Linked DNA regions of Nomascus leucogenys: region 2 is linked to region 1. The links are chromatin contacts, called in public Hi-C maps. All regions are on one chromosome and are shown on one strand. Each heading gives the region's core, a stretch centred on a gene start, on an enhancer-like site or on the middle of the called end of the contact. The rest is flanking DNA. Distances are from core to core; before and after follow the strand shown. Region 1 overlaps ANKRD16 (ankyrin repeat domain-containing protein 16). Region 2 holds the start of GDI2 (rab GDP dissociation inhibitor beta).

Region 1 (5,064 bases), core at 2,487-4,986:
GCACAAGAAGCTACTCAATGCAGCAGCCATGGCTGCCCCTGGGAACTAGCTGGAAGCAGCCGGGGGTTGCTGGGGGGAGGGGTGGATGAGTGGGAATCTGGATCTTAAAAAGTTTCTAATTTCAACTGTTATTTTAAATACAGAGGGTACATGTGCAGGTTTGTTACCTGGGTATATTGCGTGATGCTGAGGTCTGCAGTAAGGATCGCATCACTCAGACAGTGAGCATAGTATCCAGTAGGTAGTTTTTTTGACTGGCCCCCGCACCCCTGGACTCTCTCCCTCTGAGAATCTGCATTTTTCTTTTTTTGCAGGATCCCCAGGTTTGAAGGAATCTGCATTTTAACAAGACTCTAGTTGCTTCGTACGGACATTAGACTCATTCTTCCTCCTCACTTCCTGTCTGTTGGACCATTCTCTCAGCAATCTGTAAACTGTAATCTGCTCCATTAAAAAAACCAAAACATCGATCCACATCCCTCTCCACTGCTTCATTTTCCAGCTCCAGGTTCTGCCTTCCCATTCTCTCTCAAATCTGCTCTGATCTTTGTCCAGCTTGTCACCGACCCCTTCACAGAGGCCCCCAGTGCACCCATGCAGTGAGGTCAGCTTTGGCTCTGGGCCTCCCTTCCCTGCGACTCTGCCTGGGCACCAGCCAGTCCTCATTCCCTCCCTACTGCTTTTTTTTTTTGAAACAGGGTTTTGCTCTGTCACCCAGGCTGGAATACAGTAGTGCAATCATAGCTCACTGCAGCCTTGACTGCTTGGGCTCAAGCAATTCTCCCACCTCAGCTTCCTTGGTAGCTGGGACTACGGGCACACCACGCCCAGATAATTTTTTGTATTTTTTGTAGAGGAAGGGTCTCACCATGTTGTCCAGGCTGGTCTCAAACTCCTGACCTCAAGCGATCCACCTGCCTTGGCCTCCCAAAGTGTTGGGATTACAGGCGTGAGCCACGGTGCCTGGCCATTGCTATTTTTAAAATGTTGTTTCAAATACCCCCAGGGTGTCACTCCCCTTCAGGATGCGCTGGGCCTTCCAGAGTGGGAAGAGGGAACAAGAGACCTGGTTCACCTATGGTGAAGCCAAGAGAGGTGTCATGTTGGTCGAAATGCCTGCAGGCCCCTCCTGTTGCTATGCTCAGGCCAGAAGCTGCACAGAGCATGGGCTGATAAATGCATCCACTCCCCGTGCTTTCCCAGGAGCACCCAGGTCTGTCCTCAGTATCAAGTCAATCACATTTTCAGCATGGTGGAAGGAGGCAGGTTCTGCAAATGCCGCAGGGTGGGTTAATCACACAGGCCAATCAAGTCCCTGTCATCACCACGATCGGCAGAGGCCAGCCCTCACTTCCATCTTGTTTCCTTCTCGATAAAAATCACGTCACGTGGCCAGGCGCGGTGGCTCACGCCTGTAATCCCAGCACTTTGGGAGGCCAAGGTGGGCGGATCGTCTGAGGTCAGGAGTTCGAGACCAGCCTGACCAACATGGAGAAACCCTGTCTCTACTAAAAATAGAAAAATTAGCCAGGTGTGGAGGCATGCACCTGTGATCCCAGCTACTCAGGAGGCTGAGGCAGGAGAATCGCTTAAACCCGGGAGGCAGAGGTTGCTGTGAGCCGAGACTGCACTGTTGCACTCCAGCCTGGGTGAGAGAGTGAGACTCCGTCTCAAAAAAAAAAAAAAAATAAAAATAAAAAATAAAAAAAAATTAAAAAAAAGCGTAAAAACTGCCAAATATAAGTCTATATTATTATCCATTGTTGTAGGAAACGTAATAAATGTGCTCCACAAATCCCCCACCCTCCTAGATACTGGCATTCAATGAGGCGCCCATGTGGGCTCTGCCTTGAACTTTTTCTTCCTCCTTGCCCTACTTCTTTCCTTCATGCCTCTGAGAAGGAAACTCTCCTTTTGCCTCTGGAGCTGAGCTTCCCAAGGGCTTCTAAGCCTACTTCCTGCACCTTCCAAAGGGCCTTATCCCACAGAGCCCTCACTCCCTCACTGCTGGCTTCCTCCCTCTCTGGGCTCCTTTCCCAGTCTGTAAACATGCCACATGCTCATCCCCTCACTCACCCTCTCGGAGAAAACTACTGTCCTGTCAAACCGCTTTCTTCTTTCCTTTCCTTCACCACACAACGCCAAGGGCGCACAGAGTTGCTCAGGCCCCTGTGCAGCCCATATCTCCCACCCACTCACGCGGCCCAACCTCCGGTGATCAATCCAACAGCCGTTTCCATCCCCAACCTGCAGCCCTTACCTCCAGTTGAATTTGACAGAGATTACTCCGTCTATATCTTTAAAAGAAAATGGAAACCAATGTAAGAGGCAACACACAAGACTCAACATGGACAGTAATACGATGGAGCATAAGACGGCCATGAAACACGACATTCAGTTTTAAAGAGCATTAGGATTGGCTTGTAATATAAAGTTAGAGGGACAAGCGTGGTGGCTCACACCTGTAAACCTAGCACTTTGGGAGGCTGAGGTGGGCGGATCACTCGAGGTCAGGAGTTCGAGACCAGCCTGCCCAACATGGTGAAACCTGTTTCTACTAAAAATACAAAAATTAGCCAGGCATGGTGGAGGGCGCCTGTAATCCCAGCTACTCAGGAGGCTGAGGTACGAGAATTGCTTGAACCCAGGAGGTGCAGGCTGCAGTGAGCCGAGATTGTGCCACTGTACCCCCACCTGGGTGACAGAGCAAGACTGTCTACAAAATAAATAAATAAACAAAGTTAAGGGAAAAACTGCAGTGTGCACCATCAGCTCAACTGTATGCATTTTATTTATTTTTTATTTATGTATTCTTTTTGAGACGGAATCTCACTCTGTCGCCCAGGCTGGAGTGCACTGGCGCAATCTCGGCTCACTGCAAGCTCCACCTCCTGGATTCACGCCATTCTCCTGCCTCAGCCTCCCGAGTAGCTGGGACTACAGGTGCCCACCACCACACCCGGCTAATTTTTTGTATTTTTAGTAGAGACGGGATTTCACCGTGTTAGCCAAGATAGTCTTGATCTCCTGACCTCGTGATCTGCCCTCCTTGGCCTCCCAAAGTGCTGGCATTACAGGCATGAGCCACCGCGCCCGGCCCTGCATTTTATTTTTTATTTCTTGAGAGGGAGTCTCACTCTGTCGCCCAGGCCAGAGTGCAGTGGCGTGATCTCGGCTCACTGCAGCCTCTGCCTTCTGGGTTCAAGCGATTCTATGCCTCAGCCTTCCAAGTAGCTGGGACTACAGGTGTGACCCACCACACCTGGCTAATTTTTTTTTTTTTTGAGACAGTCTTGCTCTGCCGCCCAGGCTGGAGTGCAGTGACACGATCTCAGCTCACTGCAACCTCCACCTCCTGGGTTTAAGCAATTCTCCTGCCTCAGCCTCCCAAGTAGCTGGAACTACAGTCATGTGCTACCATGCCCAGCTAACTTTTTTGTATTTTTAGTAGAGACAGGGTTTCACCGGGTTAGCCAGGATGGTCTCGATCTCCAGACACCATGATCCGCCTGCCTCAGCCTCCCAAAGTGCTGGGATTACAGGTGTGAGCCACCGTGCCCAGCACTCCTGGCCAATTTTTGTATGTTTAGTAGAGATGGGGTTTCACCATATTAGCCAGGCTAATTGAACTCCTGACCTCAAGTGATCTGCCCGCCTCGGCTTCCCAAAGTGCTGGGATTATAGGTAGGGGCCACCGTGCTCAGCCCTATATGCATTTTGAAAGACTAAGGGGAAATAAGAGTGGTTCCATCTGGGTGGTGGAACTATAGATTATTTTTGTTTTCTCCTTTACTATCTTTTGTATTTTACAATAGGCCTTACAAACAAGTCTGGGAGATTAAAAGGGACATTTTTCTGGCCTGCCACCTGCTGGTGGATTCTAGCAACGTCCCGGGTTAAATTCAGTGCTTGCTCCTCCCTCTTCTCACTGTCTGAGCACCCTCCCTATAGTTCCCTCCAGCTTCTTTAGCCTGACTTTTGCCATCTTGTTTCCATTTTGCGATCCTTTCCATCTTGTCTTGTGTATTTTCTCATATAAATTTTTTTGGCAATATATGTTAGGTCCTCGCTATTTTCAAGTCATTACAATTTTCACCTCTTTGCATCTCTTTTCAGTGACTTTTTTTTTTTTTTTTTTGAGACAGAGTCTCGCTCTGTCACCAGGCTGGAGTGCATGGCAATCTCGGCTCACTGCAACCTCCGACTCCCAGGTTCCAGCGATTCTCCTGCCTCAGCCTCCCAAGTAGCTGGGATTACAGGCGTGTGCCACCACGCCCGGCTAATTTTTGTATTTTTAGTAGAGATGGGATTTCACCATGTTGGCCAGCATGGTCTCGATCTCCTGACCTCGTGATCTGCCCACCTCAGCCTCCCATAATACTGGGATTACAGGCGTTAGCCACAGCACCTGGCTGAGACTTCTGCTTTGATTGAGCTTAATAACACACACTCACCATGGGAGTGGGTGTGCTTTTAGGACCAGCTGACAGCCCTGGCGGAAGTGGGTGTTAGTTGAGGCAATCAGAAATCCAGGCGAAAGTGTAGTATGTGCTCTGGGAGGCAGGTTAAGCCACAATTGGCAATCAATGCCCTTGGTCACATTAGTGAGAACGCCCTGGCAGCCAAGTGGAGGGTGGATTTGAGGACGTGGAGAGGCGTATTTAAGACATGGCTGCCACTCTCTAGGAGGAGAGTGAGAGCTTGGGCAGGAGTCGCAGTAGGGATGGTGTGGAACAGGCAGATTAGAGAGCCGCCCAGCAGCTGTCCTCTGCAGGGACTCCCGAAGAGGGAGGAGTCATGACTGACCCCTAGCTTTCCAACACAGTGGGGTGAGCTGTGATGCCATCAGCCGAGGCAGGAATGCAGGCCAATATGTCAGTGGGTTGTGGGGAAGGCTGGGTTTTGAATAAACTCAACGTGAGCTGGCCTCAGAACATCCATGCAGAAACGTAAGCAGGCAGTGGAAACTAAGGGCTAGAGAGAGATCTGAGTGTTACTGACATTAGGGTGTAGCTGAAACCCGAGGCACAGACGACAATGCTTCAGGAGAAAACCCAGAATGAG
Region 2 (5,285 bases), core at 924-3,423, 59 kb before region 1:
CTTTGATACAAAGTGATGTGAACGAGGCTTGTGGAAGCCTGCATGATGGTGGATTTGCACTCACTCGTCCATGCTCAACTGACCTCAACTGTGAGCAAATCTGAAAGACCAGCCAACAACCATGGAAAAACGGTGGAACTAACTGGCTCTTAAAACACGCTGGCAGCAACACTACCCATTCCAACGGGCAAAATCCACCACAAACTACTAAGCTCAGCTTGGAATCCCAATTAGGCACTTAAAAAAAAACAACACAAAACCTGCAGTGGGCAGGGCCTATTCATTTAGGCATCCAACAGTCTTCCAGCTTTTCAAAGGCAGACACAGGATTACTCCTGGATTGGTCAAACATAACGAAGTATTCAGAATGATTGCATATAACTATAAACAGAAAAATGACAGACCAGAAAAACACCAATTCTAATTCTTCACAAACCTTTCCTTAAAAATTAGCCAAATAAAAGTTCGAAGGTTTTCTCTTGCCTAGAGACATCTAAAAGTGTTATTTTGGGATGTTACCTGTAAAAAAAAAAAAAAAATTAGTTTGATCCTGAGAGATTATAATAAATTTCAAAAAATTTGAAGTGGAAGTCTACATTAAATGACTCAGGAATTTGAAGTCAGAGTACACAGGATACACAAGAATTACATCAGTATTCATCTTAATTATGATCAAGCAGCCCAAAGTTAGAATTTCAAATTTCCCCAAAAATTGATAGTTAAAATGGTTTTCTCCAAAGCGAATTCTTTTCCAAGATGAACAGTCTTCATTTTTTTAAAAAAAAAAAGAACAGAAAAAGTACAAACTACAGAACCTGCCTGCATTATCTACAGATTACCTAAAGTTCCCTTAGGAACAGATAACCAGGAAAATCAATATACCATGGTATTATGTACACCTTGCATTCATATATTACAATGCATTCTTCATGTTGTTATTATCTTCCAACTCCCTGAAGAAAGCTTCGGAGTACAGAGAACTTGGCCTTTAACAAACCATCACCAATCCAATTCTTAGGGGAAAACAGTCCAGAAGAGACAAAGGAGGCAGGGAACCCACCAAACAAAAGGAAAAGGCGGCGAAGGTCAGGTGCGAAAGCATTTGATAGACAAGTTTTGAAAAAACTCAATTCCAATTCTACAGATACTCAGTAAGTGAGAAGGGAGAGTGGCTAAAAAGATTCAATAATACTTCTTATTAGCAGGAGGGAGAAAGGATTGAAAGACTTATTTCTGCGTTTTCTCCCAAAATGTAAGTTAATCAAGCCCTAGCAGTTCCGAAGCAGTGATTATCCAAGACTTGTCAGGAAACCCTGTGCTGGAATTTGGCAGCCAGACTGACCCGGGGCAGCGGCCGAGGCGCAATAGGAAATGCAACCGCGAGGCCTGCACCGTCCCCTCCGCCTCGGGTGCTGGTTTCCAACCGGGAGAGGTCACCGGCCCAAAGCGGGTAGCAGGAGCCTCGGCCCGGGCCGCCTTCTCCCTCCCCTCCCGCCCAAAGCGGGGAGCGGGAGCCTCGGCCCGGGCCGCCTTCTCCCTCCCCTCCGTTTCCGCTGGGGGCAAGCGCAGAGGCCGGGCTCGGCCGTTACCCCGCCCTGAGCCTTGCGGCCCGCATCTCCATTTCCCCGCCTGCCCCTCACACTGGGAGCCGACCGCTCGCCCCGGGACGCGGGGCGCCCCCGAACCCGCCCGTGCCCCCAGCCACGACTCCCGTCCCGAAAACTACGGGTGACGGCAGAACGAGACCCCCGAAGAGCTGCGACCCGCGGGCCATGCAGGAGCCGGGGGTGCGCCCGCCCCGGCTGCTCAGCCCCGGCCCTCAGCCCCAGAGCCCACCGTCAGGCCGGTGCCCAGCACGATCACGTCGTACTCCTCATTCATGGCGGGGCAGGCGCGGACGCAGGACCCGAGCAAGGAAAAGGCGCAGGGGCTCCGTGACCACCCTACGAGGCTGGGAGGCGCTCTCGGGCGCGAAGGAAAGGGGAAGAGAAAGGAGAGGAAAATGGAGCTGGCGACAAGGCGAGACCGGCCGCCACCTCAGACGGGAAGAGAAGAACGGGGCGGGGAGAGAAGAGGAGGGGGTGGTGAGGGGAGGGCGGAGACTGAGCCTCCTCAGCCAGGGCGGGGCCTGCAGACGCCGGGAGGGCCGCCAATCAGGCGCTCCCGGCACTCTAATTGGTTACGTCCCCGTCGCTCGCACAACTTTTTTTCTTCCCCGCCTCTTGCAAGAGGAAAAGGGCGGGGCGTCGCTATTTTGGCTTCCGGTTCCCGTTGTGGCCTCTGCCACGGTGGTCCGGGAGGCGCCTCGCGGGCCGGGGTGGAGGTACACGGAAACGCGGGCGGGGACTGCTCCTGGCCACCACAGTTCTGACTCCCGCCGTCGGGGCGGGAGCTCGCTCGGTCCAAGGTCCCAGAGTCCGATCGCCGCCCTTGGGCTTTGAGCGGACGAGTGCGGCGGCCACGTGGGCGAGGAACGCGGGTCGGGCCGCGTCTCGGGGGAGGCGGCCTTGGTTCCTCCCGTGGGGCTGGACTCGCCGGGGCTCCGCCGGGAAGAGTTCGGAAATCACACGTGTCCTGTTTCCCGCTGTGTGCCCTCCCTGTTCGGTGCGTTGCCGGTGGGCGCTTTAGGAAATTGGTAGGAGAAAAAGCGGTTTCTTTGGAAAAAGTAACCCTTAACAGAGATGAAAGTGAAGGCCAGGTTTTATTGGGAAACCGATCTGCACCTACCGAGGGCTGTAACTTAAAGCCGCTGTAAACGTGGTAGCTGATCCTTGTATGCAAAGGTTTAGGCCCTAAGCTTAGAAACTGTTCCTTGCGTGCCTTCTACCCCCCTCCTCTATTTCTAGAATTCTCTTAGGAATCTCTAGCGTCATTGAGGACACAGGTGTAAGCAGAAGCTGTGTTCTCAGCTCCAAGAGGCAGACCCCACGAAAGCCTAAGCAGGTGAATTTCGTAAAGGCGTTGACAGTTGGAAAACCTGTGTTTTCAGCACGTGATAAATCTGCATAGTCAGCAGACAAGATTTGGCATTCAAGAAGTCCTCAAATACTTCTCGATAGTAGCTATTCAGAGCCTGCCTTGATAGACCGAACTTGCTCATATTTAAATCATTAAGATAGAGGAAAGAACGTAACAACTTTCTAAAATGTTTCTTACCCCATAAATACTTGAAGAAGCTATGTTATATTGAACCGTGGACCTTTCTGGGGGGGAGGGGAGAAGAAAGCAAAAGTAAAGTTTAAATTTATATTCAACCTTAATTTGATTGTATATATTTATGACCAAATGAATTAGTGCAGTTGACCATACAACTGACTATGCAACAGTGAGTGTAACTGACTTTTCTTTTGACTAAGCTAATGATGACTAAAGAAGGTCCTTCTGTTGCTCTGTCTTCAGGTCATCAGGGGGTCATACTACCTATATTTTTGAACCAACATGAAATACCCTTTTTTTAAATTTTTCTGAGACAGAAAAATTTTTAAATTTTTAATTTTTCTGAGACAGCCCTGTCGTCCAGGCTGGAGTGCAGCAGTGCAATCATGCCTCACTGCAGCCTTGATCTCCTGGGCTCAAGCCATCCTCCCACCTCAGTCTCCCGAGTACCAGGGACAAGAGGTACAGGCCACCACACCTGACTACTGACCCTTTTTTTTTTTTTAGTTAGCAATAACAATAAAGAGCTTTTTTCACACTTGCCATCAGCCTCTGACTGTCGAAGAGAAATTTAAGCATGTCAGCTGAATTATGTTAACCATGTTTTAGGTGAAGACTATTTCATCAATACTCAGAGTTGTGAGAAACTTAAAGACACTGAGATAAGGGAATTGAATTTAAGGCTAATAAGGATCCCTTCCTTACTTAACACTGAAGTTCATTATAGTTCACAGTACAGGCCCTATGGCCCAACAGAAGGACAATAACAAACCTGGACTGAGCCTTAACGGACTGAGTGCATCTAAAATGCTGTACCTGGGCTGGGCACAATGGTTCACGCCTGTAATCCTAACACTTTGGGAGGCTGAGATGAGAGGATCATTTGGGGCCAGGAGTTCAAAACCAACCTGTGCTGTAGAGCCGAGGTAACAAACTGAGACGCCATCCCTATAAAAAATTAGATGGAGGCTGGGCATGGTGGCTCACGCCTGTAATCCCAGCACTTTGGGAGGCTGAGGCAGGCGGATCACAAGGTCAGGAGTTTGGAGTTTGAGACCAGCCTGGCCAATATGGTGAAACCCCGTCTCTACTAAAAATACAAAAATTAGCCAGGCATGGTGGCACATGCCTGTAGTCCCAGCTACTCAGGAAGCTGAGGCAGAAGAATCGCTTGAACCCGGGAGACGGAGGCTGAAGTGAGCCGAGATCGCGCCACTCCACTCCCGCCTGGGCGACAGAGTGAGACTCCGTCTAAAAAAAACTGGGCAGGCTGAGCGCGGTGGCTCACGCTTATAATGCCAGCACTTTGGGAGGCCGAGGTGGGTGAATCACGAGGTCAGGAGTTCAAGACCAACCTGTCCAACATGGTGAAACCCCGTCTCTACTAAAACTACAAAAATTAGTCGGGCATGGTGTCAGTCGTCTGTAATCCCAGCTACTCAGGAGGCTGAGGCAGAGAATTGCTTGAACCCAGGAGGCAGAGGTTGCAGTGAGCCAAGATCGTGCCACTGCACTCCAGCTTGGGTGACAAAGCAAGACTCCGTCTCAAAAAAAAAAAAATTAGCTGGGCATGGTGGCACGAGCCTGCAGTCCTAGCTACTCAGGAGGCTGAGCTGGGAGGATCACTTGAGCCCAGGAAGGTCAAGGATACAGTCAGCCATGATGATGCCACTGCACTCTAGCCTAGGCAACACAGCAAAACCCTGTCTCAAAAAAAGAAAATTCTGTGCTTTTTCTTGGATCTTCCACCCTACCCATTCCAGTTGCAAGGGAACTTGTAGACGACAAATACTGCTTAAGGTGAAGAGGCTTCAAAGCCACTAATTGGTTGAGTGGATCTCATGCCACAGATGGTAGTTCCTGCTAGAGTGAAACCTTAAGTTTAGGGGAAGTACGTTGACTGGTGAAGATGAGTGGAAAACATCAATCTTTAATTTTATTTTTTGGTGCCAAAGCCCAAGATCAAACCAGGACACCATCAATCTTTAAAATATTTCAAATCTTAAAATTAGCCAGGTGTGGTGGCACATGCCTGTATTCCTAGCTGCTTGGAAGACTGAGGCGGGAGAATCACTGGAACCCGAGAGGCTGAGGTTGCAATGAGCCAAGATAACGCCACTGCACTCCAG

The links. A called contact is a pair of places that touch in the nucleus more often than the background predicts.
Region 2: a Hi-C map of a lymphoblastoid cell line shows a contact between it and region 1, with 2.8 times the contacts expected there. The contact joins the promoter of GDI2 here to the enhancer-like site in region 1. A contact is called at or near these places in 2 of 4 Hi-C or Micro-C datasets (a lymphoblastoid cell line and an unstated tissue).

The regions. Positions count from the first base shown.
Region 1 is chr9:109,391,908-109,396,971 of Asia_NLE_v1, reverse strand. All of the region lies in intron 7 of ANKRD16 (ankyrin repeat domain-containing protein 16), which reads right to left. Among named protein-coding and RNA genes, the nearest start is that of ANKRD16, 17 kb to the right of the region's middle. Within about 2 kb of position 3,736, the one cell type or tissue checked has an H3K27ac peak away from gene starts, as active enhancers do. A contact at or near this core is called in a lymphoblastoid cell line, where this site is marked.
Region 2 is chr9:109,449,218-109,454,502 of Asia_NLE_v1, reverse strand. It overlaps GDI2 (rab GDP dissociation inhibitor beta), which reads right to left and starts at 2,173. Exons shown (of 11, transcript XM_003257603.4): 1 at 1,837-2,173. The coding sequence starts at 1,881.